2 separate regions of the Rattus norvegicus genome follow, and region 2 is linked to region 1. The links are chromatin contacts, called in public Hi-C maps. All regions are on one chromosome and are shown on one strand. The core of a region is the stretch at or near the end of the contact, and the rest is flanking DNA. Distances in the headings are between cores, read along the strand shown. Region 1 has its middle 17 kb from the start of Arap3. Region 2 holds the start of Rnf14 (ring finger protein 14).

Evidence for each region. Hi-C and Micro-C count contacts between places; a contact is called where the count stands out from the background.
Region 2: a contact with region 1 is called in a Hi-C map of Schwann cells, with 9 times the contacts expected there. The contact joins the promoter of Rnf14 here to the enhancer-like site in region 1. A contact is called at or near these places in 12 of 12 Hi-C or Micro-C datasets (the A7r5 cell line, the Rat2 cell line, Schwann cells and 7 more) and 1 of 1 datasets of contacts at active chromatin or transcription factors (oligodendrocytes).

Annotation. Positions count from the first base shown.
Region 1 is chr18:30,098,574-30,103,935 of GRCr8, forward strand. No RefSeq gene overlaps it. Among named protein-coding and RNA genes, the nearest start is that of Arap3, 17 kb to the left of the region's middle. Within about 2 kb of position 1,783, at least 59 of the 93 cell types and tissues checked have an H3K27ac peak or open chromatin away from gene starts, as enhancers often do. A contact at or near this core is called in the A7r5 cell line, Schwann cells, liver and 1 more, where this site is marked.
Region 2 is chr18:30,379,457-30,385,186 of GRCr8, forward strand. Rnf14 (ring finger protein 14) reads left to right here and starts at 4,389. Exons shown (of 9, transcript NM_001034995.1): 1 at 4,389-4,449. It overlaps LOC120098448 (U6 spliceosomal RNA), which reads left to right and starts at 4,652; the gene lies at 4,652-4,754.

The DNA.
Region 1 (5,362 bases), core at 533-3,032:
CACACCAAATAATGAACCTAAGTCCTAAAGTATCCTGAAACTATAAAAGTCTTACATGGCCTCATCTTGAACCTTCTGTCTATCTGTCTGTCTGTTTTGCTTTTTTGAGCAAAGGTTTCACTATGTAGCCCTGGCTGGCCTTGAACTCAGAGAGATCCACATGCCTCTTGAGTGCTGGGATAAAAGGCATGTGCCACATATCTTCTTTGATAGGAGCACCATAGACAAACAAGATGAGTCCAAAGCTGGAGAAAGCACTGGCTTTTATTAAGGACAAATCATTTTCCTCTCCAGGGTTAAAGAGAGGCTTCAGTGCAGCCAACCTTCCCCCTGAGGCCTGAGTGGCACTGGTGTTAGCTAAAGGCAAGCAGAGTCAAGGAAGTGAAACTCAGCCTGGGGGAAGGTGGCTGAGCACCGTACTTGTACAGCTCCAGTCCCTAGCACCTGGACCTCTCTCTGAGTGGCAGAGATGCTCACTCTGCATTACATCATTCTGCCTCTTTGTCGGGAAGCTTCTGGCCGCAGGTGCTGCAAAGGGGTTTACTTGAGACCCAGAGCTTTGCACATTCAGTGCACACCCCCAAGTTTCCATCTCTGTCACTGACTCTTGGCCTTAAGAATCAGCCTCTTGCCAGGTGGTGGTGGCACACATCTTTAGTCTGAACATTTGAGGAAAGCAGACAGATCTCAGAGTTCAAGGTCAGCCTGTTCTACAGAGGGAGTTCCAGGACAGCAAAGTCTACATAGAGAGACCCTATCTCAAAAAAACAAACAAACAAACAACAACAACAACAACAACAACAACAACAACAAGGGAATCAGGTTCCAATCCAACCAAACACTCCATCCTTTATTTCCTAGGAGTCAAGGAATAGCCACACTTCTTCCACTTTTGTGGAGAAAAAGCTGCTGCCTGGGACCACTGCTCTGTGCTTCCACCTCCCTCAGCCACTGTCCTTCCCACTGCCCAGCAGTGGCAGCAGTCGCCTTCCAACCCACCAGCAAAGCATACACTCAACCTCTGGAGTCAGGCCGGTGTTTCTTCCTTAACTATCAAGTGGCCACAGGGACTCTAAGAAGGCTCCTTGGTATCTGCTCCCGTTCAAAGGTTTTTACTTCTTTTTACTTCTGACTCGTTGGGAATTGACCCCTCACCTATAGCCCCTGACCTCCTTTCACACTCTAGCCAGTTCTCTCCAGATAGGAGCAGGTTAGAGTACTGTGTTCCCAAGGCCTTGATACCCCCTCCCCCCGTACTCATAAACAAATGGTCACCAGTCTTGCTGATGAAATACCCCTCGAGTGTGGCCATTGTGCTGAAAGCTGGGCCAGCACCAGGGTGGAGAAAGAGGGGGGCATAAGAGGCAGGAGTACAGATTTCCAGGAAGTCTCAAGGTTATGCAGTTCTCAAGCCTTAAATGTTATTCCCCGGGCCGTTCCAATAAGCGTGTCACCTGTACCATATCCGTTCATTCTCACAAGCAAATATTATCACCCCCTCCCCCACTGTATAAGGAAACCGAATGAGGTCAATTTTCCAAGGTCACTCTGTTGAGATTGACATAGCTATGTTTTTCTCACTTTCCACAATTAAGCTGTATGAGTCTCGTGATCCTCTAGACTATTTCAAATTCCCAGGGCCTCTTTGACCGGGTTCCACTGTATATACCTGTAGAAACAGGCAAAAAGGCAGGCATTTCTTGGAGATAGCTGCAGGAAGGGGCTGTGACCAAGAAGGCGCATTTCCGTGCATGTCCACGAGATGGTGCTGTTATACCGAGCCACTGACCTCCGCCGGCCAGTGGGCGCCTCCTCCCCTCTCCCCCGAGGCTGAGGCGTTGTGCAAAGCCCTACCCGCTACCACTAGCGAAGGTCCCCAGCCTTCCTCCACTCTTCCAGATTTCTGCATTCCCCGCGCACGCCCTTTCCTGCTGTGCCCAGTAGTTAGATATCGACTAGGGGTGATGAGGCTTCCTTGAGGGCACTTGGGAGAGCCTCCATCTTTCCTGTTGAAACTGTCTTGACAGTACCCTGTGCCTCCCAGAACCTCAGCGCTCTGCCTGTTCCCTCGTTTCCTTCTTGAATTCCCAAGGCCCTCCCTGTCACTCCCACCCTCTCCGTTTTCTGCCAGTCTTCAGAGGCAGGGACCATTAAGACCGATTCCACAGATTTGGTGATGCAAATGTATGCAAATACATGCAAATCGCCATGTAAAGGAGGCTTGCCACTGTGGTTCTAAGTGGCTGTCACAGCTTCTCTGACACCTGTTCTGAGACAGCTGCCCTGCCCCCTCCTGCTCATGTGTCTATCTGCCTTTTGCCCGTCCCCACCCGCGCGCGCGCGCACACACACACACACACACACACACACACACACACACACACACGACTCTGGTTTCTGGTCTTTCTCCAGGGACCTACGCTGACTTCTGGTCACCAAGGAGTCCTTTGGCCTCTCCAAACACCTTAGAGGATATAAGGAGGGAAGGACCACGATACTGTACACCGACTGGCAGCTGTTAAATTCACCATTTCCTGGCTGAGTGACCTTGAAAAAGAAGTTTAATTTCCCTGTGCCTCAGTTTCATCATCAGTACAATGGGATTAATGATGGCACTCTGCAGTCTGGAGTTTCATGCTATTATAAGTATGCCAATGCTCAACACACTGCCTTAAAACACAGGAAGCATGAAACTGTTAATATTTCGATTCTTGCTGGCCTTGTGGGTCATTGCACGGTCAGGACTTGGAGAAAGATTTACAGACGGACACAGCTCGGGCATGTGCATGAGTGGGTTCCTGTCTGTGCGTGCACACATGAGCATACAGACAGCTGACAGCTTCACACACTGACAGGCGCACGCGCGGGTACACACATTCAGAAACACACACAGGAGGAGGCTGTGGGAGGTGGAATCTGAGTCATCGAGACCAGAGCTGTGGGTGGTGCTTTTGTCCTGATTTCCGGGGCTCGGTGCTCCATTTCGAAATGGAGGAAATGTTTGGAAGATGGCAGAGCTATCTCAACAGTAAAGAACCCTTTCCTTCATGACTTTTTCCCCAGGCTCACTGTTCTTCTGTTCCAACCCAGCTCAGTGTCATCCGGGCTCTTCCCACTGCCCCTGCCTCACTCCACTGGGTCCCAGTAGGAAGGACAGGACAGCTCATGGGGGTGACGTCAGAGCAGGTGGGCCTGCCCCAGCTCCTCCCTGGAGAAGGAGCTGGATGGTCCTGTTGGGGAGGGCGTGTAGAAGCACATGGCATAGTGGCTAAGGTAATCCTCCTGCATTAAGGGAGGAGCTGATCCAGGTTTAAGTCCTGCCTCTGCCTCTGTGGCTGCAGTAGAAGGAAGCTAGTCATACCTAAGTCACTGGGGCTCCTGTGACTTTCCAATGACATCATGGACATGGACATATGTTTTCTTCAGTGTGATGCACTTAGCACGGAATGACACTGAGGGACAGAGTACATTGTGTAGCTCTGTCCTGGCAGTCAGTTTCCTCCCTTTCCACCAAGCTGCCCCGGTCCTACACCATGAAGCCTGGGGAAGAGAGAAGGTGCTCAGGGCCCCTCAGGGACCATCCCATAGCTGGGTGTGGCAGGGCTGACAACAGGCCCTGCATTGTCCAGCTCTTCTCTCTGACTGGAAGATGACTGAGTCGAAACCTTATCAAAAGAGAAAGAAGGACTCTACTGCTTGCCATGTACCTACTGTGTGCTAGGGGCTATGCCAGGAGCTGTCCACATGAGCTCCATGTTCTCCCAAAGCTTGGGATGTAATAGATCCCAGCATCCTTTGTCTACAAGAGGACAAGAAACAGAACTGCTAGCCCAGACACAGTCTGTACTTAGAAATAGTAGGGGTCTGAGCAGCCCCATTCCCTGTCTTCTCTTTCTACTACCCTCATTGGCTTTGACAAGTCTGGGTGGGACCTGGGAACACAGTACCAGGACACCTTTAGCTTCTCCTGAAGGTGTCCAGTTCTGTGAGGCCTTAGTTAGGACAGGGTCTGATTGTCAGGTCAGTCTCTTGTGAGCCTGAGGACAACAGTAGAGCTGATATGAGCTAGTTAATCCGTGGAAAATATCCCCAGATGTATGCACTTGGCTTCCAGCCCAGGGACAGTGACATCAGGGAAGGGTCTCAGGTGCAAGGGACACAGGTGCATGGAGGCGGGGGTGGAGTAGGGGCAGCCTAGACACCTGCTGAAGGCTCAAGCCAGTGCCGGTAAGTGGGTGGGCAGGGAGGGGGTAAGCAGCAGATGGACAGGGCTGGGTGGGGGGCAGGGATGCTGAATCAACTCTGCAGCCCAAGGTGACTGGGAACCTGCATGGAAGCACTGAGTGTGAAGGAGAAGCAAGGGGAAAAGAGAGCCACAGGGAGGGAACACCGAGGCAGCCAAGGCCAAAGACAGGGGCTGTGGTCGACAGAACACGGTGTGAGATGCTAGGGTCAAAGAGCATGGGCTCTTATCTTAACTTCACTACTTCCGTGCTATGTGGCTAAAGACGAAAGCTGTCCTTTAGTTCCCTCAGTTGTGAAGAGAGAACAGTCAGTGTCTAACCCCTGAGCCTCTGCTCCTCCCCCAAGGAACTTAAACTTTATCTAGGCAACCAGCCACAGGACTTCAATCACTGCTGAGGCCAGGAAGGGCCTCCACGGTAGGTCCCAGGGGCCAGTTTCTACTCCAGCCAGCACTCTCTCTTTCTCTCTCTCTCTCTCTCTCTCTCTCTCTCTCTCTCTCTCTCTCTCTCAGTTGTGTGTGTGTGTATGTGTGTGTGTGTGTGTGTGTGTGTGTGTGTGTGTGTGTGTGTTTGTATATTTCTCCCTAAGCTGTGGTTACCTTTTTCTCTGGACCAGGTCTGTGGCCCTGTCTTGTTTATTGGCTAAGCACTTAGCACACGGTAGGTGCTTCTAGAATGTTCACTGAAAAGATGGCTAGTGTGTCAAGTACCAGTGTGGCTGGTACATTGCTGACTAATCGCCTCATGGCTGATTTCTGGTTGGCAGATATTTCTAGAGAAAGAAGGTCCAGGCTCTACCCTTGGGACCTCCCAGAGCAGTGGGTGGAGGTCCTAAAGTGACAGTGTTACTGAGGTGACTGCAGGGACATCTGCAAACCAAGACCGACACTGGAAGAACAGAATGCTTGTGCGGTTAGGCTGGGCTGGGGAGCTGGCCCCTGGAGTGTTCCGCAGCAGTCTTCCTTGGCCCCAGCAGTGATTAAGGTCCTTGTGGCTGGTTTTTCAGCAGCCAGGCCGGAAGAGAAAGCCAGTAATTAACAAGCTGCTACTCACACAACCGCACGTCAGCACGCCCAAGTGCAGGGATAGCTGTCTGTCAGTCGGAGCCGCTGGTGGAA
Region 2 (5,730 bases), core at 3,139-5,638, 280 kb after region 1:
GCCTAATATATGTAAGTCCCTGGGTTCAATTCCCAGAACTGAAAAAAATTGAAAATTCAATTGTTAGGCAGTGCTTATCAGCATCTAGTATTCTTTTTTTTTAAATTAACTTATTTATTCATATAAGTGCACTGTAGCTGTCTTTAGACACACCAGAAGAGGGCATCAGATCCCATTACAGATGGTTGTGAGCCGCCATGTGGCTGCTGGGATTTGAACTCAGGACCTCTGGAAGAGCAGTCTGTGCCCTTAACCACTGAACCATCTCTCCAGCCCAACCTCCAATATTCTTCATGGACTGGGCAGGACTTATCTTTCCATACTGCTGTTGTCTCTAATCTTGAACAGCCTGGTTCAGGGTGCTTGTGGATGGTGGTCTCTGGGTGTGCCTGGGAAGTGATTCTCTGATGCCCAGTGGAGGGCAACAAGTGTGGAAAGTCTATTGGCTTCTGTAGTAATCATCCCACTGAATGACTCGTGCCTGCTCTCTACTCATGGTCTGGGTCTACTCATCTGCCTTAGCTCACACTCTCCACTCTTGCACACCCAGGCTGCTCATTTGTGGACAGAGGATAGAGTTAGGTCTCTTCCACTCTCTGAAATCTTACTCTTACCTATCATTAGCCTGTAAACCTATTTATTTATTTGTTTGTTTAGGAGATAGAGTCTTTTTTTTTTAAGATTTATTTATTGTATATGAGTACACTGTAGCTGTCCTCAGACACCAGAAGAGGGCATCGGATCTCATTATAGATGGTTGTGAGCCACCATGTGGTTGCTGGGATTTGAACTCAGGACCTCTGGAAGAGCAGTCGGTGCTCTTAACCACTGAGCCATCTCTCTAGCCCCCTAGTCTTTTTGTTTTAATTAATTAATTCACCTTACATCCTGATAACAACCCCCTCCCCCGACCTGAAGAGATAGGGTTTTATTCTGTAGCCCATACAAACTGGGATTCATTTCACTATGTAGCACGGGCTAGCCTCAGACGCATAGAAAGCCTCTTACCGGAGTCTCTTAAATGCTGGGATTATAGGCATGTGCCACCAAACCTGGCCTCGTTATGTTGTAAAGTTTGAAGCTAACTTCCATAGGGCCTTCTATTTTGGGACAGAACTGTCTTCCTCCACATTATTTATTGCAGCAAATTCTAATTCTCTCACAGGCTACAGAAGTCAGACCATGAGGAATCTGTCATCACTTTGGCTGTATCCAAAAGATCACTTCTTCCTAGTAACACCATTTCTTCCTTTACAAAACAGGGAGACCATTACCTAAATCATGGGGTCCTGGGCTTTTGAGATAGTGCATATAAAATGCTTAATGAGTAGAGAGTTAGACAAAAGGGAAACGTTAATCTGAAAGCTTAACCAGGCACATGAAACCATGACGGAAAAACCTGCTGTTTCCACGGACTCTGATGACAAAATTTATCAAAAGGTTCTAGCCAATGTTTTTCTCAAAACTATAGTCCAAATCTTTAATTTGCTTTTAATTTCCATCAAATTATTAGCCCTGCTTTGAAATCTTCCTTTCCTCTCAGTGCTGTGCTGTGACCTCTGGTGTGAGGTCATGGCATGATGTCACAATCTACCTCCAGCTCCAACCTTGAGACTCTCTTGAGGTGATTCTTGAACCCCTTTGCTCTTTACATCTGAGAGATCACAAGGTATCTGGTTCTATTGGAGGTTCTCTTTTCTCCCTTCGCATCGTTAAAGGGTATGTAGCTATCCCAGGTTCTCTCACTTAGCTAAGACCTGAAGATTCTTCTATGCTTGGCCTAGAATCCCAGATCTGCAATCTACTTTAGTGGGGTTTCGGGGATGGGGTCCAGGGAGAAGGATACAGAACGAGAACACAGGACCTTAATAGATCATTAGAAGCACACTAACTTGAAGGTTCCCAGGATTAAAACATGTCTGTATTGTTTAAATGTCAAGATGAATGCTCTGTAAGTCCCCTCTTGTTAATCAAGATACAATTCTAAAAAAGTTAACTATTTAAAAAACATAGTCGGTGGTGTCTAATACATCCACCAAATTGTACAGTGGCCACTACTAATTCTACATTGTTCTATTCCTCAAAAATACTAATGGTTACCTCCCATAACCTTCCTGCTAACCATATAAATGGGAAAATACAAAATGTGGCCTTTTGTATCTGACTTCTTTCACTTGGCATAATGTTTTCCGGGTTCATCCATGTTGGGACACGTATTTGTATATTGTTTTTAGTTGCTGAATACTATTCTATTGTTGGATATACCACATTCTGTTCATTCATTGACAAAGTTTTAGTTCTTGTACACATTGCTGCCATGAACGTTTATGACCAAATGTTTATGCAAATATAGTTTTTTTTCTTTTCTTTTCTTTTTTTTTTTTTTTTTTTTTTTGGAGCTGGGGACCGAACCCAGGGCCTTATGCTCGCTAGGCAAGAGCTCTACCACTGAGCTAAATCCCCAACCCCCCAGCCATACTTCTTATAGTATGGGTTGTCTTTTTACTTCCTTAGTAGGGTCCCCTAAAACACAAATATTTCTTTATAAATCTTACGTTTCTTGAAACTACTTCTAGAGTTTTATGGATATGCCTCTCACATTTAAATATCTGGTCCATTTTAGCTAATGTTTGTACTATGCTTTGAAGTAAGAGATGTCATTTTAAATCCGGCTAACTATGTCAATAATCATTTTGGCTTTTAGTAACATATTGAAACCGAGTCTCAATTTCCTATGTAAAAGAGACTAGCAGACAGACCCAGATAATGAGACTTTGGTAAAGAGCAGGAAAATGTACATATAGCTCTAAGCACAGTGCTCGAAGCCTCCAACTGCTCAGTAAATGCAGCAGTTAATAAACGCAGTGAGTTAATGAGTTAAAGGGGAGTGGGGGTGGAGAGATGGCTCAGCGGTTAAGCCCACTGACTCCTCTTCCAGAGGTCTGAATTCAATTCCCAGAAACCACAAGATGGCTTACAAATATCTGTAATAGGATTTGATGCCCTCTTCTGGTTTGTCTGAAGACAAACAATGTATACATAAATAAATATTTTTTTAAAAACATGAGTCATTAAGGGAAACATGGGAAGATGGATGCACCATTCACCTCAAGATGTGAATCCCAAATCTGAGATTGATTGTTAAAGGTGTCTCTGCCCCCAGGTAGACCGTTACTTCAGGTTCACGTTTAGGGATTGGTAAAAACCTGCGTTTCTACAAATTTGAGGGTTTGAAGCTTGTTTGCGCATACGATAGGCGGCGGCTCCTGCAGCGATGGCCACAACCTGTAGAGGGCGCGCAGGAGCCAGATGCGCTCACGGCGGCTGCGCAGAGCACTCCCTACCCCGGCATCCGCCCCTCTCAGCTGACAGCTCTGGAGACGGAAGAGGCGGTTCTCAGGTGGTGCCCGGTGACTGCAGGCCTGGCTGGCTAGCGTGTTGCGAGGGCCCCAGTCAAGGGCATACTGCGGAACTTTCGGGCCCGGCTCAGCTAAGCGGCCGGAAGGTACGGCGGGGAGGCGCTGTGAGCGCGCGAGGCCGAGCCGAGTGGCCGGGCCTGCTCTGTGGACACTCGGCTCCCTGCCCGGGACAGAGCGGGGAGGCCGGCTCCGTGGGCCCTGAGGGTACAGGGCGGGGCGGATGGGCCCTGCGGCTGCCGCACGCCCGGGGAACAGTTCCTCTACGCCATTGCTAGCCCCGGGCCTATAGCCCTGCCTGATCCTGTCGGGTGTTGCTTGGGAGTCGTACAAATACGTCTGCATGGCGATTGGCAGACTGCGGAGAGAGAGACCCAGGCTGACCCCAGCGCTGGAGCCTGCAGGGAGTGGCCGGGAAGATGAATAGGATTTTCCCAAGCTAGGGAAAGCTGGCGGAGGAGGGGCTTCACGTCCTGCTGGAGTGGCTTCCGGTTTGCAACAGTAGCATAATTAAATTTTGTCTGTTTGGTGCTGCCAGGGTTGACTATTGTTCCCGGTTTACAGGTGAAAAAATTACGCATTTTATGCCCAGAGACAGTCCAGAAAAGAGCCCAGGCTGTCATATGTCTACATTGGCTTAAAGAAGTAGTAATAAGACTTGCTTCCCGTGGTTGTGGAGTCTAGCGTCAGTTAGTGCACCGAAAGGGTTTAGCATAATGCCTGGCACCGGTAAGAACTTAATAATTGTTACTGTTCTTACCAGTGTTACTGTGACAACCGTCCCAACTTCCTTCTAGGAGTGGAATGTGACAAAGCGGTCACTGATTCCTGTGGCCCTGGTCCTCCATTCCTGTGCATGCATTTTATTCCAGGTATTTTCTCGATGTCCAGGGCATGGCAAGATGCTAAAATAATAATCAGATGGAAAAGACTTGGGCCTGTTACGTAAAGGGCTATTGCAGGCTAGTAGGAGAGGAAGTGCAAGGTTCGTTTTAAAAGAAGACAGTATCTGTTGGGGAACAACCGTGTGGAGGTGGGTCTTTAGGTGCCCTCAAAGGCCAAGTGGATGGACTCAGGAAGTGAAAGCTAGCAACCTGAATTAAGGGCCACCTGGACCCAGCCTTTTGGTTGAGGTGGGGCCAGGTAGGATAAGTCATAAGGGACTGTCAAAGAGGTGGGTTTTTTTGGAGTAAGGATTATCAGACTGGATCAGTAATTCTTGAAAATCTAGAAGTATGCTCTCTCTGGCAGCACATATACTGAAATTGAGATGATACAGAGATTAGCAAGGCCTTGTGCCAGAATGACTTGCAAATTCCTGAATCGTTCTGTATTTGTGTGTGTGTGTGTGTGTGTGTGTGTGTGTGTGTGTGTGTGTGTGTGATTGTGGGGATAGGTTATGCAATTAGAAAGGAGACCGAGGGAGGAAATAGAGATTATCAGGAAGGGAGGGGGATAATAGAACACATGTGACGTGATTGCAGAAAGGGGAGGGGCTGCTAAAGCGGGATGAGTACAAAAGGGGATGGAGAGAAAGGGGGAGGAATTTTGTTTTCTTTTGAGTTTTTTTGCTTGTTTTGTTTTTGTTTTTTTCAAGAAAGGTTTTCTGGCTGTCCTAGAACTTGCTCTGTAGACCAAGCTGGAACTCAGAGATCTGCCTGCCTCTACCACCTGGGTACTGGGATTAAAGGTATATATATATATGCCTTCACTGCCTGCCTAGGAATTCAAGGCTCAGTGGGAAGGAATCTGAACAAAAGCAAATTATGTATGAAAATGCTGCAATGAAACCTTGTAGTCTGATTTCTAAAAAGTTGTGGGGGGTGGGATGCTAAACCCATTTGTTTTAAAATGTTATCCTACTTTGAGAGTTAATTATGTCACCTGCAAGGTTAATTTATGAGCAAAAGAGAATAAAAGCCAGAAGGGATGGGAAAGAGAAGCCTGACTTGATTGATCTTGAATATGGCTTGGATATTAGGATTTTGTTTTGTTTTTGTTTTGTTTTTTTTTTTTGTTTTTATTTTTCAAGACAGGATTTCTCTGTGTAGTCTTAGCTGTCCTGGAACTTGCTCTGTAGACCAGGCTAGCCTAGAACTCAGAGATCCACCTGCCTCTGTCTCCTCTGAGTGCTGGGATTAAAGGCATGTGCTGCTACCGCCACTCCACCTGGCTACTGGAATTACCAAAGCAGTTTCCTCAGGATTCTGATGTGCAGACAAGAAGGAGAATGCTAACCTAAAACCATGAAGTCAATAAATATATCTCTCGTATCTGAAAATCCTTTGTTTACAATGAAACAAAAGGCTTAATC